2 separate regions of the Mus musculus genome follow, and region 1 is linked to region 2. The links are chromatin contacts, called in public HiChIP or PLAC-seq maps. All regions are on one chromosome and are shown on one strand. Each heading gives the region's core, a stretch centred on a gene start, on an enhancer-like site or on the middle of the called end of the contact. The rest is flanking DNA. Distances are from core to core; before and after follow the strand shown.

Region 1 (2,911 bases), core at 211-2,710, 170 kb before region 2:
CTAGGCATTGATGTCCGCAGCAAAATCCTCTCAGTTAATATCGCTGTAATTTTTCCACAGAAGAAACAGAGAGCTAGCAGGGCAGCCCCATGAAGACCTGGCAGTGTAGCATCTCAAATAAATCACTTAACATTTTCTGGAGTCCAGCACAGACAGACAACTGAATTTTATTCTTTCTGAATTTATTTCAGCAGTGCTGAGTTTCCTGGGGGGAGGGGGATGTTGGGGGGGTGAGTGGGGAGGGGGGCGGGGGACTCAGATCTCCCGAGTGGCAGGGAAAACTTACTGTGATATTTGCTTGTTTCTCTTTCACTGTGGAAAGAGTTGGGTGTTTTTATTCATTACTTTTAAAGTTAGCATGCAATAAGATGCGTTTCCTGTGGTGGTTATACACATACATCGCTGTACCGCATTCATACTTGACCCCCATTCTGCTCCTTGCCTCTCTCCCTTCTCCTGACCCCCTTCCTCTCCACAACGGTCCCTTCCTGCTTTCCTGCCATGCTGAGTGCTTGCCTAGCTTTTGTATGAGGGATTCCCTGTCTTTGTGGGGTGAGTTTGATCGTGCTCCTTCCCTGTCTATTTTCTCGAATACTGAAGGTCACTGTTAGTACAATTTGTCAGTGAAGCCACAATTCTTCGTTCATCTTCTTGTTTACTTCCTCTTTATGTCCACTGTTTATTTTTAAAGGTAGATTTAATTTTTTTCTTTTCTTTTCTTTTCTTTTCTTTTTTTTCTTTTTGGCATTTTGATCATGTCAGTGTCTTTGGGTTCAGTCATCGGGAACTTTTGATCTCCCAGAGACATTGTGGGTCCTGTGTCTTTCTGTTTCTCAGGCTTCTGTATTGCAATCTTCACAGCTGTTGGTTTATATACATTGATAGGTATATGTCTCCCAATTTTATTTGACAATCCTCTTTATGTATCTATTTCTTTTGAGACACAATCTTACCACAGAGTGCTGGCTGGGCTGGGGCTTGCTGTGTAGACTAGACTGGCCTCCGACTCAAGGGCTGGGTTAGAAGCTTGTGCCACCACACCCCGTTTGAGAATCTTCTTAATGGGAAATCCCCCAGTACAACTGAGAAAGAAAATTACTGTCACAACAATACCACTAAACCAAACAAGATATAGAGATACATTTAAGCATGATTAGTATGAACAATGACTATAGAATAACCAAAGGTAAATAGATATAAAGAATGTCATGAAACTAAGAACTGTTTAAGACAAATACAGAAAAGTAAATGAATGTCACAAAGGAAGGGGCAAAAAAAAAAAGGACAGGGAAAAAAAAAGAAGCAACCAGGATAAATGAAAAGCACTGGAGAGAGTGTGGGAGAGCAAGAGATTACAACATCAGGTTACCCACTAATCGATATGGAGCCCCAACACATATACAGCAGAGGACTGCCGGGTCTGCTGATTCAGTCAGAGAAGATGCACATAACCCTCAAGAGACTGGAGGCCCCAGGAAGTGGGGGTGGGGGTGAAGACATCCTCGTGGAGACAAGGTACAGGGGAGGTATGGGATGTGGAACACTTCAGCGGGAGGACTGGGAGGGGGATAAAATCTGGAGTGAAAAAAAATAAAATAAAATAAAATAAAATTGAAAGAAAGAGAGAAAAAGAAAGAAAGAAAGGAAGGAAGGAAGGAAGGAAGGAAGGAAGGAAGGAAGAAAGAAAGAAAGAAAGAAAGAAAGAAAGAAAGAAAGAAAGAAAGAAAGAAAGAAAGAGAGAAAGAAAGAAAGAAAAAAAGAAGAAAGCTGCATGCCCAGGGACTGGAGAGATGGCTCAGCAGTTACAAGCACTGACAGCTTTTCCAGAGGACCAAGGTTCAATCCTAGTACCCACACACCAGCTCTCAAATGTCTGTAATTCCAGTTCCAAGGGATCCAATGCCCACCTCTGCCTTTCATGAACACCAGGCATGCACGAGTTGCATAGACACACATGCAGGCAAAACACACATATACATAAAATAATAAAAGGAAACTTTTTAAAAAAAACAAAAAAGGTCTAGGCCTAGAGGGATTCACAAAAAAAAAAAAAAGCATATGCAAAATTTGATAAACGGAAGAGAATAAAAAATCAAAACGTAAAAGCATTTAAAAGTGGAACAACATCGAAGAACATGGGGGGGGGGGCTGGAAATAAAGCAGGAGGGAGGAGTGAAGCCGTGGAGAAACTTCTTTCTGGGTTCTTTAAAATTCGTGTTTCCCGGATGTAGACGCGGGAACTCGTCAGGTGAACCTGGAGCTTCTTGTCTTGCCTATCAAGCAGGTTGGGTCTGACCTTGTGACTGGACAAGTGATAAATGCTCAATAGAGCTGTCTTCATCTTAGTAGCTTCCGGCCTGGGTGTACCAAAAGCCTGGCTGGCTGGAACTAGCTCTGCGGTGTGCAGGCTGGGCAGGTTCTCGGATGACCGCAGACTCTCGCTGAGATGCCCTGGGGTAGCTACTGTTCTAGCCCAGGCGGGAAAGCACAGTGCTGAGATCTGTCCGGGCAGACCAGCCTTCATCCTCGAAACACACTCTTTATTAAACCTTTTCAGTATGATAGCAAACTACATGAATTCTTCCAAAAATAGGTGTAGGTTTATATATTTGGTTTTTTGCAACATGTTCAAAAAATCATGTCAATAACAACTTAATTGAAGCAAACACACATAAATCTTAAATTTTTTTTTGTTTTTTTTTTTTTTATATGTATAGATGTTTTGCCAGCATGTATGTGTCATGTACATGAAGTGCCAGTAGGGGGAGTCGGACTCCCTGGGACTTGGGTTACAGATGGTTCTGGGCTGCCATGTAGGTGGGCTGGAAATTGACTCCTAGTCTCTGGAGGAGCAGCCACTGTTCTTAATCTCTGAGCCATCCCTCCAGCCCCAAATCTCAACATTGTAAAC
Region 2 (2,882 bases), core at 132-2,631:
CACCAGCAGTAACACACTTCCTCCAATAGGGCACACACCTCTTCCTTCTTGTCCTCTCAGACAGCTGCACTCCTGGTGACTGAGCTCAGATAGATGGACCTGTGCAGGCTGCTCCCACTCAAGCCCCCAGAAGCCTTGCTGTATTAACTCACGAGTGCTAAGGGCCACTTACTATTGTAAGCGTTAGATGTGATAGACAAGGCAGTTCCTTTCTGCATTCTGTCCATAGTATGTGTGTATATCACTGACATGTAAAAGACATGTCATTGACATGTAAAAGATGCTATAGATAATCGAGTTAGATGGAAGACTTTAAGAATAAAAATATGTGGAAGGCAGAAGACAAAAAAATTACCAATGTATCAGACAAGATTTGACCTATATAATTTCTTAATATCACTTGAATATTTTAACTATTAAAGTATTTATGCTCCCTAGAGTTAAACTAATCTTTTTTTTTTTAAATACTATGTATGGGCAAACATTAACATTGATGGGGTTAATTGGTTTAGGTACTAATAAAGCAGTGTAGCTTGCCAGTGTTTATAAAATGTGACTTACAGTTTATCATTGGTTAAAACTGCACATAAGCTTTTTATAGCTTGTATATTATAGAAGCCAATATGCATTTTCATTTCAAAGAATGGTTTAACTGGAAGATTTTTGTTAACTGTAAATGTGGATATTCAACTTTAGCCGTGAGTTGGGAGGGACAAGGGCTTATGGGGAGCCAAGGACAGCAGCTCTTGTGTTTGCTCCTCCTTGCTGGTAAGCAAGTAGCCCTGTGCCTTTCTCAGTCATAGGACACAGACTTCTTTTAAGAATGATGTCACCACAGAGTACCTTTATTAACCCTTTTGAAGGCACATAATATTTTCAGAGTTAATTTGGAGAGGGTGTAATGAAGTAAATTTGTTTTGAGTCTTGTATTAAAAGTATTAAAACCTCATAAAACCATCACATGTTATATTAAGACAGACCCTTTTGAGTTTAGATCCTAGTCTTCAGTGTGTCTTACGGGGAAGGGGGGGGGATTTAAATACCTACTTCTCAAGATACATAAAAAATTTGGATAAACTATAGCTTTTTCTTTAGTTTTCTTCATACTAGGCGGGCAAGTTATATGTCTAATTGTTATTGTGATGTCTCTGATTTTGAATACTTGATTTGGTGTCCAAAAGCTTGATCACTATGGCCTAAGCTTTCATTTTAACTATGTAAAACTTCATTTAATTTAATAATAGAAACATCCATTATAGAGTCAGTTTGTTACCAAGCACAGTATTATTTAATCTTCAGTAGCCAGTGTATGTTGAGGGTTAAAAACTTGAGTGAGATTTCAGAATAGCTTGTGCTAGTTAGATTCGGGTCAGAATGAGTAATTTTAGAGCATTTCCTTTCTGTGGTTACAGGGTATTGGTTTTGTTTTAAGTATACACTTAAATTTGCATTTCTAGTGGTGATCGTGAAAACTTGTATTCTTAAATCTTAAAACTTGAAGCAAAGTGCTGGCACAAACCTGTAACGTAGGAAGTATTCTGGAGGCTGAGTGGGTAGAGTTATGAATTTGGAGCCAGCTTGGGTTATGTAGGGAGTTTCAAAGCCAGGCTAAACTCCCCAGCAAGACTTTGTCTTAAGCGTGGGGAGGGGCAGCAAGATGGCTCTGTGGTCCAGATGCTCGCCAACAAGCCAGGGGCCTGAGCCAAGCTCTGAGGGGAAAGTGGAAAACCACGGTGCTCTCTGCCTGCAAATAAGCCTACAAATAAGCAGCTACAGTACAGACAAAACCAGCTTGAAAACAGTTTGATTAAGATCACTAATCCACTTAGCTTTCAGATAGCTAGACACCAAAACCACTCTGTGGCTTTAAATGACTGTTCTCTGCCATCTGTGAAATGGGAGCGCTTGAGATGTGTGTGTTTCAGCTCTTTGTTTCCCTGAGATTTTAGTGAAGTTAAAGTATAACCTTGCTTTAAAAAAAAATTGTCATTAAGGGATATTGGGAAGTGCCTCATTTTAAACATAAACAAAACGTCGGGGTCGTTCCTTATTTTGGTTTTGCTTTTGTACTTTATTGGAATGCTTTATTTTAAACATCCTGTAATCTTCAGTCTTTTGCATTAGAGCTGTAATAATTTCACTTCTTATTTCTAAGTAAAATTTGCACATAATTTTTATGAATACACATTTCTGAGTTACTGATCCTACATTCAGAAGTCTATACTGTGTACCTGCCAGATAGTAGGCAAAGGGCACTGCTGTTGTCTGGACTGCTTACTTAAAAGGGGAAAGAGCTAGTATGTGTGTGTCTCTGTTTTCTTTAGGTGGACTCGTTTTAATTATTCATATAGAAAATATATCTTGACCAAAGGGGAGGGGGGAACCCTTAAAAGAGACACTTAGACTAGTGAGATGCCACAGAGGGAAAGGCTATTTCCAAGGAGACTAATGACCTACCCAAATTTGATTCCCAGAACATGTATGGTATAAGTCCTATACCTTGCAGATAGTCCTCTGGCCCTCACACATGACTGTGTTTGCACACGCGCCTGTGTGTGTCTGTGTCTGTCTGTCTGTCTTCACATACACACTCACAGTAAATGTTTTTAAAAGAGCACTATGAAGTAATTTAAATTCTCAATTTTGATGTTCTTTTGTAGGAGTTCCATCTGGAATATGACAAATTAGAAGAGCGGCCTCACCTGCCATCCACCTTCAACTACAACCCTGCTCAGCAAGCCTTCTAAAAAGACTTCCCTTTTCTTGGGGTATGGCTGTCTCAGCACAATACTCGACATAACTGCAGAGCTGATGTGGCTCAGGCACCCTGGTTTTAATCCCTTGAGGATCTGGCAATTGGCTTACGTAAAGAAAGGGTCACC

Evidence for each region. HiChIP or PLAC-seq counts read pairs in DNA pulled down with a chosen protein or histone mark.
Region 1: a BATF HiChIP or PLAC-seq map of CD8 T cells shows a contact between it and region 2, with 10 read pairs. The contact joins two enhancer-like sites. A contact is called at or near these places in 6 of 39 promoter capture datasets (embryonic stem cells, hippocampal neurons, liver and 2 more), 6 of 484 Hi-C or Micro-C datasets (the MNK3 cell line, cerebellum, cortical neurons and 1 more), 9 of 115 datasets of contacts at active chromatin or transcription factors (CD8 T cells, embryonic forebrain, embryonic stem cells and 3 more) and 3 of 9 other capture datasets (adipose tissue, liver and pancreatic islet).

Annotation. Positions count from the first base shown.
Region 1 is chr10:116,653,735-116,656,645 of GRCm38.p6, reverse strand. No RefSeq gene overlaps it. Among named protein-coding and RNA genes, the nearest start is that of Gm26579, 19 kb to the left of the region's middle. Within about 2 kb of position 1,460, at least 19 of the 459 cell types and tissues checked have an H3K27ac peak or open chromatin away from gene starts, as enhancers often do. A contact at or near this core is called in CD8 T cells, the MNK3 cell line and memory CD8 T cells, where this site is marked.
Region 2 is chr10:116,486,065-116,488,946 of GRCm38.p6, reverse strand. Cnot2 (CCR4-NOT transcription complex, subunit 2) reads left to right here. Exons shown (of 16, transcript NM_001037846.3): 16 at 2,661-2,882. The coding sequence ends at 2,747. Among named protein-coding and RNA genes, the nearest start is that of Kcnmb4, 14 kb to the right of the region's middle. Within about 2 kb of position 1,381, at least 22 of the 459 cell types and tissues checked have an H3K27ac peak or open chromatin away from gene starts, as enhancers often do. A contact at or near this core is called in CD8 T cells, the MNK3 cell line and memory CD8 T cells, where this site is marked.